Linked DNA regions of Zea mays: all the other regions are linked to region 1. A link is a contact called in public Hi-C data. All regions are on one chromosome and are shown on one strand. Each heading gives the region's core, a stretch centred on a gene start, on an enhancer-like site or on the middle of the called end of the contact. The rest is flanking DNA. Distances are from core to core; before and after follow the strand shown. Region 1 holds the start of LOC103629953. Region 2 holds the start of LOC109940203. Region 3 holds the start of LOC100283809.

Region 1 (2,516 bases), core at 5-2,504:
TTAATGAGCTTATAGCTCCTAAAAACTATATATATATACACATATATATATATATATATATATATATATATATATATATATATATTCAAATTGTACAAACTACAAACCTCGACTACACCTAAATTTATCGCATTTATGCTAGTTGCATCCCATGTTTTAAAATAGGTTAGGACACTGTTTTGAATATTTTACATTTTTTCTATTTTTTTATATTATCTTATAGCTAAATCTAATATTTGGAAGCTTCTAAACATATTTTCACAATCTCTAAATGTGCGTTGCGTTCACGATGTTTCACATCATAGTTTTATCATGAGGGACATCAAGACATTTTAGGTAACATTTGGTTCTAAAGTATGGTGGAGACGGAGTCGCCCCGCTCCCAATTTATTTTTGTTTAGATCGATTCTCTGAAGGGCGGAGTGAACCTAAAAATAGGAAAATTACGCTCAGATATAAGACTATTTGGCTCCCCAAAATCTCTCGGACAAAAACCGCTCCCTGAGACATAGTTGTTCCATCCTATGTGGCTCCGTAACCGAACACTATCTTAATACTCTCTTCGTTCCAAATGAAAAGTAGCTTTGGCTTTTTTTTATAGACACATAACTTTTATAGCATATTTATACATAGCAATCGTAGTTTTATTATGAGAAGCATTACAACATTTAATACTCTTTTTAGTTCTAAATTGGAAATAGTTTTGGTTTTCCAAGTTACATATTTTTTATAACATATTTGTACATAGTATATATTTATGTGTATAAAACACGACATACTAAAATGTCAGAGCGGTTTACAATTTGAAATATAGGTGTAAGTGTTTAGATTTTTTTTCTTCCAATTTTTAGATATTTTTATATTTGTATGAAACCATCTATGAATTTGTTTCTAACCGGGAATGCGTAACTTATAAATCATTTTAAGATCTGAAGATGGACAATTTATATCTAAATTTATGTAGAGTTTGAGGATAAAATCTAGACTCGGTGGTTATTTAGAGGCAAAAACCGCTCAAAGGAAGACTCGGTTTGGGCCGAAGCTCAAAATTATCCTCGCTCGCCTACCTCTCAAACTGTTACTGGGTTGCAGGTCGAAGGGGCCTCCCTGTCGTATATTTTTACAGCCCGTGTTGGGCTGCCAAATGTCTTCATTCGTCCTGAGGGTCATGCATGTCGAAGACTTGAGGCCCATCTAAACTGTTTAAAACCCCTCTGAAGCGTCAATTGTCCGAGAGCCCATTCCTTCTTCGACCATCTCTGATCTCCTCTCCCGGCGGGAAAAGAAAAAACAAACCTCCCTTCTGAGCTGAGCCTCTCCAGAAGCTCCAGAAGAGCCTTCCACGGAGCCGATGGCTGCAGCGGCGTCAGGCGGCGACACCCCGAAGCAGCTCCTCTCCATCATCCGCGACTTCGCCTACGAGAAATCGCACGGCGGTAAGCACCCAACTTCTCCCGCGCCGAGCGCGGAGGCACTAGGTTTTTCGCGCGTCTGCGGTTGATCGGACGCTCCGCCGTCTCCCGCTTGGCGTGCGCGCAGAGCGCAGGGTGTCCGACCTCAGGCGGCGCCTCGCTGATGCGCGCGCCGCGGCAGACGTGGCCGCGGCGGAGCTCGACGCCGCGAAGCGCGCGCGGGAGGCTGCGGAGCAGGAGTTTCGCGGGAGCCAAGTGCAAGACGCGATCGCCGCCGACTCCATCCTTGCGCTAGAGGTTTCTCCTCGTCTCGCCTTTAAATTGACGAATTGTCACGCTTGCTATGCCCAATTTTCGTGACCCGAACTACTTTGGTGCGTTTAGGCGACGATCTCGTGTCTCCATGAGGAGATCTCGAAGGCCAGCACTGATCTGGACGCGCTCAAAGTTAGAGCATCATAATTCGCAGCGAATTTATTTGGGTCCTTTGTTACTTTAGTATTAAATTAACTTATTCTCATTCTGGTTTGTGGTTCGAATTGGAATGGATCGGCTGTTGGTGCTTGACGAATTTGCTCCAAAAGAGCAAGGAAGACAGTGAGAGGTGAGTAATATGAACTATCTAATGCCTTGTTGCTCTACAAAATATCCCATATGTATTGTCCTGTACTAAATATTGTTTCTCTCTGCTGGTCATGGTTATACTTTCCCTCACTGCTGCAGAGAAGACTTCATTAGCAAGATGTATGAGATGAACGCAAAGATAAGGTATGAAATGACTTCTTTTGTTGTTTGATGCAATCATAAAACAAACTATAACTGATGTTGCATCTATGTTTTTCGGCTTTGCCTATAGTGGTGTTGGCAGAATGGCAGTAACTACCTCTGTATAATAAGGATATGATGTATTGTTTGGATATTCTCAAAATACTTGAGACAAGGGAGCACAGTGGTGAAATTTTTTATATGGGACGTGTATCAGAGGTGTTCGCAAGAGTCATGACATTGCACTAAGAGGGCACTTTAAGATTCTTATTACATTCTGCTTTTACTTTTTAAATTTTTCATCAATTTAGATTTGCTTGCTGGCTAAAACTTGTTTTG
Region 2 (2,516 bases), core at 13-2,512, 440 kb before region 1:
GAGAACTGGCGAAACAATAGATGTTGACAGGAGGAACTGCTGAGGAGAGGCAATGGGGGCGACAGGTCCCGCCCGTGGAGCATAGTAGATGCGGTTTGCGATGCTTACGAACAGCGCCTCGCCGTTGGGCCTGAACGTGGCGCCGACCACCTCCTCGAACACATCCACCTCCCTCTATACCCGGTGTATGTGCACGAAGTCGGCAGCCTCAGCCGCGTTTCGGAACCTGCTGTCAGGGAAGAAGCAGAGACTTTGGACGGCGCCGATGCATCCTGGGTACCACACAAACGACTTTGAGAAGCTGAACGTGCCCCACAGTCGGCATGTAGCCTGCGGAGCGCCGTCTGGGACCATCCAGTCCCAAATAATGGAGGGAGAGGGGAGGCACGCGAGGAAGAAGCCAATGGTGGAGGGGCGCATGAGGAAGAAGGCAAGGAAGTAACCCTAACACTCAAGAACTTGTGGTCCGAGCAATGGCAACAGAGGAGAACAGTTCGTACCTGCCGGAAGAGGTGAGGCGGGGTGCGGGCGGGCGTGCGGGTGGGATTCGCGGCGGGGGAGGCGCGGGATTCGCGGAGTTTGAGGAGCGGCGGGCGATTCGCGGGAGCTTGAGGAGCGGCGGGCAGGCCGGGTGCGGGCGGGCTGCGGGTGGTGGCGGGATTCGCGGCGGGGGGAGGCGTGGGATTCGCGGAGCCTGAGGAGCGGCGGGCAGGCGGAGCGACGGGCGTTTCGCGCAGGCGGGGGCAGTCTACAATGCGTCCTTAATAGTTAGTACAGATATGCTAGGCTGTTTTGTTGCGCCCTTTTGCACGTGGCTGCCGGGAAAGTGTACTGTGGTGGCGGCGAGGGACCGACGTTCCTGTGTGGCGGCGATGGCGACATCGCAGATGGTGTACTGTTTTGTTGCAGCCTGGCCACACTTCTATTAGCAAAGCCTATGTGCAAACTTCCAAGCATAACTCAGAGCTTCTGAATAGTTACAATTTAATAAGAGTGTCAAGCAGTTCACTTATATAGTCAACCAAAACTCTGTTTTGTACCGTTGTGCACTGTATACTGCATTGTTCGTAGATTAGAGTTTGAATATGGTACGGGGATGAGTAAGCTGCTGGAGATAGCCTAAGCTCATGTTGATGTTAGGCCTAACTCAAGAAATTGGAAGAGGTGCTGTACACCGTACAGTTAAGAGACTGAAACAAGAAAATTTTTCTTCTCTTGTTTGCCTACTTTCCAAGAGCTGTGCATGCGAGGTACCGTAAGAAAATTCTCATGTGGATGTCAGAGCTACATACCAGAGTCTTAGCCTTCCAAATGTCAACAAACTGAACATCATCGCTGTTAGTTTGGGTGCACTTCTGACACAAATCACGCCTCAGAGCGACAACTCATGCAGCAGTACACAGGCCACAGCTCTCTCCCTATACAGGTGAGCAAAATCTGTATCATGTTCAAACGTTGTAAAATCCCAGGAGTAACGTGTGAGCTCATCTTCTGCAGGGCAGGACCAGCAAAAAAAGGAGAACTCCAGCACCACGGACGACAGTTCAAACTGGAGCAGAGATCGAATGTAGACTGGAACCATGGCAAGGCCGTCGGTGGTGTGCACATTTTTCGTCAGCTGATGACTTGTCCAGGTATGTATGTGGGCTCGCTCCTGCCAGTTCTCTCTCTCTCTCCTGCTGGAAATTCATGAGCTATATATACACACACACTTGTGTATAAGCGGTGAAGGTTCAGACGAAACCAGGTTGGCTTGACAGGGTTTCATCCCTTCCAACTTGGGTGTGATCTGCGGTTGTGGTCAGTGAAAGAGATCTCGTTTCATAGACCTCGTCAACTGCAGTTCATGTTCAGAACGTATCCTGAAGCACCGTGTCAAATGCGGTCAGGGTGGTGTATTCAACCGCTGGGTTTAGATTCTAAGATGTGCTTACTTTTATGCGTTGCCTGTCATGCAGGGAGGTGGCAAGCCAAGTTGACAACCAAGCAGCTAGCGCCCTTCAATTTGTCGGAAGGAACCAGAACTGAGTCCAGTCAACTGTATGTAACTTTCTGGAGCTAGAAGAATTCCCTTGTTTGTACAGTTCAGCCGGGCGTTTCGATGTTGGTATAATAGTTCTGATGGAAGGAACTCGTGCCGTAATGACGGGCCAATAAGGAGCAAGACGGGGAGCCGTACAAGTCACTGCCTTTGCGTGATTGCGTCCCCCTTTAATTTGAAGTGTTCGTCGTAGGTTTGTGTTCTGCCTAATATGGATGCCGTTGCTGCTGGGTAGCTGACTGTATACCCTCATGTTGAGACACACAGCTAGCTACACTACAGTATGAGACTCTTTTTTTTTTCTTTTTGGTGGCGAAGGGCTACAGTTGTGACCTGCAATATACCTGTCGCGCAGGGTTTGGACTGGAACAATGACGGAGGCTCCCTCTGGTCTGGACCCTGGACTGCTACAGTTTACTCGGGTATTTTGTTTTCTCGGAAGTTGGAACAAGAAGAATGTGCCTCGTGAGGCCGG
Region 3 (2,516 bases), core at 11-2,510, 270 kb before region 1:
GTTACATATATATAGACCTAGGGGAAACCCAAACCCTAACCCTAATAGGCCGGCAGCCCAACAGCGGTGCCAGCCCACCTACACATACATAACACACACTCTAACAAGCATGAACAGTAAATCACCAGCCAGAAGAAGAGTAAAGAAAGATAAGACAAGATGCAATCAGCTCTGCATTCTCTGAATAGGTCACACTAATCATACCATGTGAACAGTTAGGTAAAAAAGTGGAAGAACATTCTAAAATCAGATTAATAGTTGTTGCGTTAGAAGGTGAAATTCTAAATTCTCGCGCTTGTGTGTTTTGAACCACTGAACAATTGACATAAAAGACAGAACAGTGATGCATGCTACAAAACATAGTAAGGCCATCTTCTGATGGGCCATGTGTCAAATTCTTGTGGATATAATTCCCAATGAGAATATGTGAACTCCAACAAAGACCCATGGAATGATGGAAGTTGCTGGTTCTCACTAGATTATTAGATGCAAATATTTTGTTTTATCCTAAACACTAACTGTGGCGGGAATACCGAGGGTAAAATCAAATCCATCGGAAAGCCCTTTGCTCTGAAGTTTTAGGCATTTAGGAACTAGTATAAGCATTTATTACAGCAAACGAAACTACTGCAGAACTCATAAATGAACAATGGGGGCAGAGGGAGAGCCGAAAAACGTAGTACAGATTCTAAATAGCATCAATCCATGACAGATTTCACTGGTTAAGCAATCTGTGAATGGCTGCCTAAAAGTAACAAGCGGGCTATTGTCTTACAGGTGAAAGCCTGAAAGGGGAAAGAAGATGACGATTGTCGAAAGTGGAAAGTAAGCATAGGAACCTGGAGTAATGGAGCGACCAATAGAAATACTGGCAGATCTTCTCGAGGATGTTGGTGGGGATCTCTGGGAAGCGGACCTCGCCCTGGCGCGTCTCAGAGAAGCCGCCTGTGGGGAAGACGAGAGGGATGGATGTGATGCGAGGACGGCGCGCTGATGGGAATGGAAGAGGTGAAGAGTACCCTACCTGGGGATGTGAGCATGTTGCGGAGGGTGTTGGAGACCATGGCGGCCTTCCTGTCAACAACGAATTCGAAGCCCTCGGCGCTGATGAGCTTGACAACGCCTGCGGTATCGTCGTCCTCTTCGTCCTGGGGCTGGTGGTGCTCACGCGGCGGCGGCATCCTGCGACCTTGAGTGTCTGCGACGGATTGGTTTGGGGTTGAGGCAATGAGGCTGGTGACTGGTGTGGTTTGCTCTCACAAGTCACAAATAGCGTGTTGAATCTCCCGATATGACGTGGGCCATGTTTGGTTCAGCTGTGTTCTGACCAGCTTTTCTAAGAATCTGGCTGTGAGGATAATCTGGCTGTGGGAAGAATCTGAGTATTATTAGGATTATGTGCGGAGGAAGATAAAGATGTTCATAGGGCTCAGGATCTAGAAAGTGACGGATTCCTACTATTGCAACAACTCAACCGATTATATGTTTATATTGATTTTGAATAGTTTTTATCTAAACAAATTTTATAGAAGCTGACTGAAAAGCTGACGCGTTTGGCAGTCCGTAGCAACTTTTGGTGGCCAGAAGCTGCAAAAAGCTGAAACAAACTGGGGCATATATTGTTGGGCTGAGCCGGCTCAGTGATTTGGCGAGCTCGCCAATGAGGCTCGACTCTCGTGAGCCGGCTCGTGAGCTATCTACTCGGCTTCATAAAAAAAAACTAAACTACAAATAGAATAAAAAAAATGCAGCAATCATAGTCCATGAACAAATTGAAAGTTCATAACTATAAAATGAAATTATAGCTTGCTGCACAGGACACAAAGTCACACACCATAACTATAGACTGTAATTATAGTTTGCAACACAGTATACAGCCATAGAGCATTATATAATACCAAAAGTGTAGCTCATAATTCAAAGAAAAAACATCCAGCAGGCAGCATACACACAGAACCATAACTCCATAAGAGTAAGCTTGCTGGCTTGCTGTACACACACTCGATACTTCAATTCACTCTATACTCAGTCTCAGCATTCAATAATATCATACCTTCATTTCAGTCTGCACTATGCAGCAGCAACACACTCAACACGCCACTATGCCTGATCACCTGTCATGTGACCCCTATCCACCATACCAGGTCACCAATTCACCAGTATTGTACTCCCTCCGTTCCTTAATATATGTCGTCCGTTAGTACAAATTTGAACTATTAGGCGACAAATAAAAAGAAACGGAGGGAGTATAACACATCGTCACACTCACATAGTCACACGCCAAAGCCATTACTGCTTGTTGTTGCTGACTTGCTCCAATGCTCCTTGCTGGATGCATGGCTTGTAAACACTTGCCTGGCTTACTGTTGCTGACACACAGACACACACTCACACGATTGCTGACTGGTCGCCTGGCTTGCACTTACACCTGAACAAGAAAGCAGTGTGGGGCCTCGGCGAACAGGGTTGAAGGCCATGCGCTCGTGCGTCCGTGAGGGGCTTATCTTCGCTCCTAA

Evidence for each region. Hi-C and Micro-C count contacts between places; a contact is called where the count stands out from the background.
Region 2: a Hi-C map of tassel shows a contact between it and region 1, with 2.5 times the contacts expected there. The contact joins the promoter of LOC109940203 here to the promoter of LOC103629953 in region 1. A contact is called at or near these places in 2 of 25 Hi-C or Micro-C datasets (bundle sheath and tassel).
Region 3: a contact with region 1 is called in a Hi-C map of endosperm, with 2.8 times the contacts expected there. The contact joins the promoter of LOC100283809 here to the promoter of LOC103629953 in region 1. A contact is called at or near these places in 2 of 25 Hi-C or Micro-C datasets (endosperm and tassel).

Annotation. Positions count from the first base shown.
Region 1 is chr6:125,776,234-125,778,749 of Zm-B73-REFERENCE-NAM-5.0, reverse strand. LOC103629953 reads left to right here and starts at 1,254. Exons shown (of 9, transcript XM_008651051.2): 1 at 1,254-1,436; 2 at 1,540-1,709; 3 at 1,797-1,859; 4 at 1,997-2,016; 5 at 2,136-2,180. The coding sequence starts at 1,352.
Region 2 is chr6:126,216,273-126,218,788 of Zm-B73-REFERENCE-NAM-5.0, reverse strand. It overlaps LOC109940203, which reads left to right and starts at 1,262. Exons shown (of 4, transcript XM_020539470.2): 1 at 1,262-1,426; 2 at 1,498-1,634; 3 at 1,959-2,040; 4 at 2,397-2,516. The coding sequence starts at 1,622.
Region 3 is chr6:126,045,665-126,048,180 of Zm-B73-REFERENCE-NAM-5.0, reverse strand. LOC100283809 reads right to left here and starts at 1,260. Exons shown (of 3, transcript NM_001156707.2): 1 at 1,025-1,260; 2 at 840-945. The coding sequence starts at 1,181.